Regions from separate parts of the Xenopus tropicalis genome. Here region 1 is linked to region 2. Evidence: chromatin contacts called from public Hi-C data. All regions are on one chromosome and are shown on one strand. The core of a region is the stretch at or near the end of the contact, and the rest is flanking DNA. Distances in the headings are between cores, read along the strand shown. Region 1 has its middle 56 kb from the start of gata2. Region 2 has its middle 150 kb from the start of gata2.

What was found. A called contact is a pair of places that touch in the nucleus more often than the background predicts.
Region 1: a Hi-C map of gastrula embryo shows a contact between it and region 2, with 2.1 times the contacts expected there. The contact joins two enhancer-like sites. A contact is called at or near these places in 2 of 5 Hi-C or Micro-C datasets (gastrula embryo and neurula embryo).

Annotation. Positions count from the first base shown.
Region 1 is chr4:135,357,227-135,361,748 of UCB_Xtro_10.0, forward strand. No RefSeq gene overlaps it. Among named protein-coding and RNA genes, the nearest start is that of gata2, 56 kb to the right of the region's middle. Within about 2 kb of position 1,950, at least 4 of the 11 cell types and tissues checked have an H3K27ac peak or open chromatin away from gene starts, as enhancers often do. A contact at or near this core is called in gastrula embryo, where this site is marked.
Region 2 is chr4:135,262,239-135,267,233 of UCB_Xtro_10.0, forward strand. No RefSeq gene overlaps it. Among named protein-coding and RNA genes, the nearest start is that of gata2, 150 kb to the right of the region's middle. Within about 2 kb of position 1,348, at least 2 of the 11 cell types and tissues checked have an H3K27ac peak or open chromatin away from gene starts, as enhancers often do. A contact at or near this core is called in gastrula embryo, where this site is marked.

The DNA of each region.
Region 1 (4,522 bases), core at 700-3,199, 96 kb after region 2:
ATAATGTTTGCCATTTTCCTTATTGATTTATTGTCATTTGCAGACACATGGCATTGTTGTGGGTGATTAGGAGTATACACTACCACTCTTTTGGGTGTCACACCTTGAATCTTGTCTATGCTAATCCCCCTCATTACTTCAATACCTTAAACAAACAACAATCTGTCCCCTCAGATACCGGGAGTGAAAGGTAGAGACGTGAAGCCTGAGCCATCCAGGTACATTAACACCTTAATTATAATTAGGATAAAAACAAGACGACTGGCGCAGCCTGTATGTCACTGTGCAATACACTTAGCTCTGAGTGACTGCAGAATTGCATTCATTTCAGCCCATTAGCTCATACTCAAGCTTTAATCTGTTTTCAATTTAACACCAATATTGTTGAATATACATTGTGTTGCCTTTTACTCTGGGCCCTAAAGTTCTTTCAGGCACATTTGAGGCAGAAACTTTCCTGCTAGAAAAAATGTAATTTTTTAAATTCCTCTTTATTTAATTTTTTAATTGTAAAGGTCCCCATACATGGGCTGATTTTAGCTGCCGATATCGGTCCCTTAGACCAATTCGGCAGCTTATCGGCCCATGTATGGGCACTACCCATGAGCCTGCCCGACGGATATCTGGCCTGAAATCGGCCAGATGTCGATTGGGCAGGTTAAAAAATCTAGTCGGATCTTTGCCTATACCCATCGTTATAATTCGATGATTTGGCCCCAGGGTGACATCGCCAAGCGAGCGGATCTAAAGGTGTACGGGGACCTTAAGGAAGGTTAACACGCTTGGAGTTGTACAAGGGATAAGGTGAGGGGGTAAATGTGAATAAAACATTATCAGGTAAGATTGCCAACATTGTGCTGCCCTGATTTTACATCCCTACGTACAATAATAGAACTTTGTCACATAGGGTATATATTGAGTATATTTTTAATTGTTCCCAGATTACTAAATAGAATTGTACCTTATCTTCTAGCAATGTTGACAGGTAAATCATATTCTGGGCTCAGGTCAACCTAAACTAAGGCCTTGTTTAAAGGGCTGGGCATCTCCAAGTTAACTTTTAGTATTTAATAGAATGGCCAGTTCTCAGTAACTTTTCAGTTGGTTTTCATTTTTTAATTTTCCTAGTATTTTTTATTTCTTTTTCTGACTTTTTCTAAGCTTTTAAATAGGGGCTACTCACCCTGGCAGCCAAAAAAGAAATTGCTTTTTGAGTCTACAATGTTATTGTTATTTTTTTATTACTTATCTACCTATTCAGGCCTCTCCTATTCATATACCAGTCTCTCATCTGGTTACTAGGGCAATTTAGACCATAGCAACCAGACAGGCGCTGGAATTCCAAACTGGAAAGCTACTGAACAAAAAGCTAAATAATGAAAAACAAAATCACTCTGTACATCTCTACATCATAGCAAAAGTAAATTTTAAGGTGAACAGCCCCTTTAATTCAATGTTGATAACTGATGAACACATCATTTATATATCCAGTCCACAGGCATCAATAGGAAAGCATGCACCCCAGTCCTATAATCTGCTTGTTTTATTGTAAAGAAATGGATACAATTAGATTCAAGTAGGGCTCAAATCCTTTATAACATGTCTTCCAATACCCTGGAGCAACAACAGTCATCCAGTTGTCCATGTCTGGGATTCAAAATAGGCCTAGGCATTTCAAATACAGAGAGGCCCAAACAGCCCCCACCAGCCCAATAAATAGTGACTGTCTATGACATCTTACAGCGGCCCCTTAGAACCCATAGATTGCCAGTCCGGGCTTGCAGTTGCCCCATACCAAACGAGAAGCAGTAAGCAACAGTGGCACCAGTTTTGCTGTTTCTTTTCTGGAGAAAATAGCAGTGATAACATTCTGACATGTCCTGCTGTGACATTAGCTGGTGCTATATATCGTGTGGAACACTGGGAAATCTGTATTCTTCATTATCTGGAGTCACAAATCACTCCTCGTCTACCCTATGCTGACACTACCAGTTCTTTCTCTGCAGCTTTATTGTCATAATGTGTTTTTAATTATTGACCAATGACCCTTGTTTGTAGCTACAAAGGTTTTCAACTACACCTAAGAACATGTATTTATTAGGTCTTCAATTAGGTGAATAACAAACAAATGCCCAAGGGCCAGGCACACCCATTTTTCAGGCTACACAGAGACAGACATTTTTGTAGTAAAATATACCCAATACTGATGAAACTTCTACAAACCAGTTGTACTTTGCATCTAAATGTGTATGAAACCTTTTTTATGGTTTGATGTTATTTGTATTTGTATAGATTCTTGCACTTGTTGCCCACCCAGTCAGCTCTAGAAGTCACCCTATACTTGCAGTCACTTTGATAGATCTTAGGAACAGTTCTTGTCTTTCTGGATCTGCAGCACTTATATGAAGGTTAGGATAATTACACATAAGACAAGTTGCATTTTTTTCTTGGAAATATGATACAGCAGGAATTGTCTTTGAGATAATCCGATGAGAAATGCTGTGGTGGTGGCGCTTTCAGAAAATTGTCTGTTACTATTAACAAAGAGTTATGTATTCATGCTCTATTCATGCCCATTGTTTGTAAACTCAACTGTCTTTCTTCCCTGAGACTTTTATTGGCATCATTGTTATAAGTCCAAACTCTACAAACACGTCTGGGCACAAATGGTCACATAAGACCAATGTCCTTTTTGTGGATAGTATTAATGCAATAAAACAGTGGAAAGGTCAGTAAAGTAAGGGCAATAGCAGAATGGCAGATTAGTCGCCTGCGGATTAATCTCAGCTATTGTGGGCAACTACCCTGAAGTGCAGGAAACGTTGTGTTTCAGGGAGATTAGTTGCCTGCAGTAGCCAAGATTTAACCGCTGGATGACTAATCTCCCTGTGTGCCGTTGCTCCAGTGTCCAGTGACTGGCCCACCAGGAAAAAACCCCAGTGGGCCTAGGTGTCAGTGGGCCCTCCTGCTCCTGACAATTTGACCTGGTTATTCCCTATTTCTGAATGGGAACAAAAAGGAGAAATAGATTGAAGAATAGATGCTAGCATGTACAGTAAATAAAAGAGACTAGGAGAATAAAGGTTGGGTGAAGAAAGGAGAAAAAATAGTTTGGAGACTAGTTATACAGTCTTAGGTTTTCTGGTGGGCCCCTGGGGTCCCAGTCTGACACTGCATAGCTCTAAAGGTGGCCATACACAGGCTGATAAAAGTGGCTGACAGACAGACAGCTTTTTGGCCAATGTATGGGATGCTCAGACAGGCCTACCTGACCAATATCTGGCTGAAAATTGGGTTTACAAATCCAATTCGGATGATAAGCGCTCCAATAGCCTACATCCCACAAATGTGATTTAACCATCTGGCCCTCCGGCAAAATGACCAGATCAATCCAATACCGCCTGCCTCAAGATTGGCATATCATATTAGTCATGTATATGTACATATGCAGGCCCAGACTGGCAATCTGTGGGTTCAGGCAAATGCCAGGGGGGCTGCTGTAAGACGCCATAGACAGTCACTATTAATTGGGCTGGTGGGGCTGTTTGGGCCTCTCTGTTCTTTAAATGCCAGGGTTCTTTAAAAGCCCAGTCTAGACCTTTTTGTATGTGTACATATCTATATGGGATTGATTGTATGTATATGTATGTATGTATGTTTAAGTGCCATGTGGTATGAGACACAGTAGGAAGGAGGTCCCTGCCCCGTAGAGCTTACAATCTAAGTATATGTTGACTATTGTCTTTATTCAACCTAAGTAAACTTACTATTGTCAGTGTAAAGTGTAAGGTATATGTAATTGTACATTGCGATTCCCACTGACTATATATATATATAGAGAGAGAGAGATAAGGATTAACTTTGCAGTTATTTTATGTATTCTTTCTGAGCACCAAGGGGTTAATCGTTAAGGTATTTACGTCTTTAATTTGTTGGTTCAGCCTGTCTTCTTATAATACGCAGCAATCTGGAAAACATTATTTTGCATAAAAGCCGAGCAGGGAGAAAGGATTTTTCAGCGAGACCCATGGGAACGCTCTCAATATAACAATTATAGCAAAGTAGGGCTTTTTTATATGCAGACGAGGATTCCCCTTTGATCTAGCATTTCTATACACATATGCTGCGCAGTGCCCTGGATGGTAATTATCCACTTCACATGTTCAATGACAATATTATGGAATGTGGCAACACATTGTTTAGCCGTGCTGGTCTCTGTTACAAGAAGTTAACGTGATTAGAGTCTCGTTCCAGCACTGTCACACTGTTGGGGTTTCTCTCCGCTCATGGCTATGTTAGATACATGTGACCGGACTGGTTATGTTGTAGGGAGAGACCTCTATGTAGCGTGTTATTCAGGGTACAGAGTAACAACAGGCCGATGGAAACCTCCTCGCTTTGTAAAAAATACATTGCCTAAAACAGCTCATGTCTAAAGCCTTACTTCATCTATATAAACCATTTTCATAAAAATGTACTTTTTTAGTAGTATGTGTCATTGGATACTCTTAAGTAGAATACT
Region 2 (4,995 bases), core at 98-2,597:
TTCATTTTTTAGTAGACTTAAGGTATGGAGATCCAAATTACGGAAAGACCCCTTATCCGGGAATACCCTTGGTCCCGAGCATTCTGGATAACGGGTCCTATACCTGAACCTGCACTTTGCCATATACAGTCTAGATCTTTTCCTCTAGTCCCCTAAATGTCCCAGTCTGTTAGGTGGAACAGTATCAGATGCAGAATCAATAGATATCTTATCAACAGCTGTGCCCTGATTTCATTTGCTACTTTGCTCCTCATAGATGCTAATTACATTTGTTTGACACAACCAATCCTTCAAATATGATGTTGATTCTCTGTAATCAATTTATTGTCTATAACTTATTCATGAAGAGCATTTTCTTAATCACTTTGAATGTTTCCTAACTACTGATGTAAGCTTTACTGGTCTATAGTAGCTTGGCTTTATTTATGACTAGTTTATTTATGACTAGAAAAGAGATTTACTCAAACATACCCTTTTTTTGCCTTTTTCTGTCGGCTGTAGCAGTAGTGTAAACAACCCAAAAATAATGAAGGCTGGAAAATATGCAGATGTTAAGTAGCTCATAGAGAAAACATGGTTGTTGATGGATTCGGTGTTACTTGACATTCTTATTACAATAGGTCAAAGCCCTTGGGATCCAGCATTGTGCTTTCCTTTAGGTATTTTAGGCTGAGAAATAAGTTGGGTGAATGACAGGAAATAAGTTGTAAGCTACGTTCTAAACTAACGAATGTACCAGGGAAAAGCTAGGAAACGCTGATACACCTAAATGTACTTTCCAATCAAGATATTTAGCTTATTCATGAAAATAATGAAAAGAGAAAATGGCCATTTCTCCCGTCGATAGAGCTTTCTGTGATATTTATCAGTGTTCTCACTGGCATCATTTCAGCAAAAGAATTTTGGAGCACAAACCTACGGAGATCCATTCTAGCCAACAGGCTCCTCAGTGTTTGTTGGAAATAAAACCTTTGTTAGTGCACTTACGTGAGGGATCTCAAGGTGCTGTTTAAAGTCTATGGGAACCGTGCTCATTTCTTGAAAAATGTTCTTGGATGTTTTCAATGTGAGAAAATGTAAGCCCCAAATTATAGCTACTCGAAAATGAAATAAAGGTGCTAAACATTTTGTGACATTTCTTTCTGGATTTGGAGTCTGTGCTCAAATTTGGTTGGGCAATTTCTGCTCATGCTGTCCAACAGGTATGAGTCTGAGACTACTGTAACCTTGATATTGCTGCTCCTCCGGCCTTACATTACATTTCTTACTCCAGTTAAGTGTTCTGTGAGTGCCTTAATTGTGCTTCACTGTGTTCTTTTGTTTGCTGACCCAGCATCTCGCCTGCTCCCCTAGTACGGCCTGCCCAAACTAAAAAGACACGTGCTAATGCACCTTCTCACATGGTTTGAACAAATTGAGCAATACTTTCTATCAATGTTACTCAAGGGCTCATTTACGTCCACAGATGCGGTTGGAAACTTGTGCTTTTCCCCCTCATTGAGTTGCATCTAAAACCACTTCATTAAAGGTACTTGCTTCCAAATGTGCTCTGTGTACTTCTGTATAGTTGCTTTCAGTGCGTATTGGTCCTTCTTGCCTTCCGTTCCAAACTGAGCTCACTGTGCTATGCGAACCCTAGAGCTACCACTACCCAGTTGCTCCAGGGTTCCCTCAGTGCCCTGCCTCAATTGCTGCAATACAGTTGTACCTCAGGCATCACTCACATTCTGAACTACACCCGATTTGCAACAAAGTGGACATGCAGTTGCATCTATTTTGACGAATTGGATGCAGTTGCACCAGGCACAATGCAGTTGACTTTTTGAAACAACCAATGTATTGTGGGAAAAAAACATGGCAATTGTGTCCGATATTGCACTTTGCTCACTACGCCAGGGTAATTGAATGTGCCCTTTTATTTGACAGATTGTGACAGGGCAAAAGTAAAAAAAGAAAGTTTTACAAAATGGAGACAATGAATTATGTTACATATATACTAGCACTATGGGTAGAGTACTATAATTTACTGAAGAGTTGAATTAATTGTTTTCAGACTTTTTGGGTTCAGGCTCTATTTGACTTAATTACTGTTCTGAGGTGGGGGGGGGAGCAGCCCAAATGAATTGAACAATACAAAGATGGCTATACACAAAGGAATGGCCCATTGTAAGTTACCTGTTCATTTAAACCATAGGCCAATTGACTGGACCACAGCATGATTCAGTCCATGTATGATCACCTTTAGACAGATAGATATTCTTTCTTCGATGTAGTTTTACCTGTCCCACAATAAAGGAGAACCCCCATTTCCTGAGATGAGAGCACAAATAGTTTTTTTTATCTATAAACACTGACTGTGATTTTTTTTGGAAAAAACATTTAGGGGCTGATTTACTAATCCACGAATCCGAATCCCGAATGGGAAAAAATCGGAATGGAAACGAACATTTTGCGACTTTTTCGTATTTTTTGCGATTTTTTTCGTCACTGTCGCGACTTTTCCGTAGCCGTTATGACTTGCGCGAATCGTCTACTTTTTCATAGCCATTACAAATTTCGGGAATTGTCGCAACTTTTTCATAGCCATTATGACTTTCGTGAATTGTCGCGACTTTTTCATAGCCATTATGACTTTAGCGAATTGCCGCAACTTTTTTGTATTGAGCTCGAAAAATTTGCGACAATTCACAAAAAAGTCGCAAAACACCGATCATTGCGAAAAAAACACATTCGGACACTTTTCGGACGTTCGGGGATTAGTAAATGTGCCCCTTAGAGTATATATCCATATGATAAATTGTAAAAATGTACTATTTAAATATAGAATAAATGTAGAATTTTTTATTGGTGCATTTGCCAAATAGTAAAGCAATCATTTCAGCAATGGAGAAACTGCAGCTGGAGGGTGGTAGAAGCATAACATAGTACAGTCTCTTGCCACAAGAACTTACTATAACTGCACAGTTTGATTAAATGATTAAAACACTAAACAGCCAAGGAGAGAACAGGATCTTTAGCTTTAGCATATTAACCTCTTTAGTAGTGGAAATTGAATCTGAAATTGCATTTTGATTTTCTGGTACTGGTTGGAAACAAGTAGGTTTGTAAGTTGTGTGACAAGTCGTGATGAATTGTACCTGAGGGAATCCCGCCTCTCTTATAATCCGATTAGCACTGCTCAATTGTCATCTGTCAGCCTGTTTCCATTCTAAAGGCTACTTTGCAATCAAATTATGGATGGAGGGGGACAAGGTGATTTACGTACTGCTGAAAACTTCAAATTAGCTTTATCCTAAAAGCATTTGTTTCTTGAAAGCCCCAATTTGAAAAATGTCCTTTTTTTTATGTTACGGCTGTGAATGGTTATCTCTGATTTCCATGTTAGTAAAATAACAAGATATTATACAGCAAGATATAGTTATATATATTTACATTTAAATATAAAGATATATTGTTAAAGAAATTTATCTAAAAAACCAAGATGTTACATTTACTAATATGATTTATGAATACAGAATATTTTTTGTACTTTACATGACTTAAAATAACACATAAAAATAATACATACTTTAAATAACTTACAGAGTGAAAATCTGAAATCTCTTTTGATAAAAATGAAATATAACAGGGTGGCTATACATGGACCAATAAAAGCTGCTGTTGGTCTGAGTTGGAAGCTTATGGGGCTGTGTGTGGGGCCCTCTTACAGGCCTGTCTGACCAATATCTGGTTGAAAATTAGTCAGATTTAGAAAACTCGTTGGGGAAGGAGCCAGTGTCAGACTGGATACCAGTGGGCCCTCTAGCTCACCCAACCATTGTATGCCTATGGCCATTACTCAATTTTATATGAGAACAAACAAAAATTGAGTAAAGGATAGATGATAGTATGTAATAGTATGTAAAAAGAAGTTACTAAGAGACTAAAGAAAGTTAGTAAACAGAGAAGGGGAGAGTGGGCCAAAGGTCTAAGGTTTTCTGGTGGACCCTTGGCACCCCAGTCTGACACTGGAAGGAGCACATCCATCAGTTGATGCGTTCCTCGTCCCCACGGCCTGCATTGCATCAATGCGATCTGATCCAGGGTGCTCCTAGACCACGCCGGGCACCCCCTTCAAAAAAATCTTTGGAGGTTCAGGCACTGCCCCTCCTGTTCTGCACCCCTAACGTCCCAACTCTCCTCCCTCCCCCACGTCTCAACTCCCCACCAGCTGTGGAGAGGGGGGTTTGTTAAAGCTATAGAGGAAGCAGACCCTGTGGTTTGGGCCCCCCGAGCTACTGCAGGGTCTGTTTCCTATAGTTATGGCACTGATTCAATTGTTTGGTCTGAGGGCAGAAGGATCGGATTAGTCCGATATCTCCCACAACAAAGTATGGGCAGCTTAAGTTGAATGAAATGGAAGGCATTAGACTCCCTGGCGCAATATTTACATCAGAGGTCTAACATTATGACTGTAAAAATAATGTATTTTCTTGATACCTGATCTTGCAAGTAATTTTCTTAATCAAACCATAAAACTTTCCAGTGGTGCCCACAATTTACACATGCAAAAAAACAGTCAAACATTCTGCTTATTGCCACTGTCATTAGCCTTGCTGTTATGTTACTGTAGGGACCCATAGGTATTAGAGTCCCTATGGCTTTAAATCCCTACTTCCTAGTGCTGTTGCTGGGCAAAGCACCATGTATCTAGTTCATACTATATTGTGCCTTATTGGTTTACTAAGGATGACCACTCCCCTTGCAGACTGATAAAGTGTCTATCAAGGAGGGGTGGCTTCCTCTTTGGCTGCCTTCTGACTCTCAGGTGACATCTCCATCGAGCCTGGGATCAGACTTGGCCCCAGTAAAAGCCATTTGCCCTAGAGTAGCCCCTTGGTGCTCTAGTGAAAGTCGGGGACAGGGCCCCGTGAATGAGGTGAAGTTAGCAGAGGGATAGATCCTGTAATAGCACACTCTATATAGTGTGAGACAGTCAGGGCTATCTAGCATGAG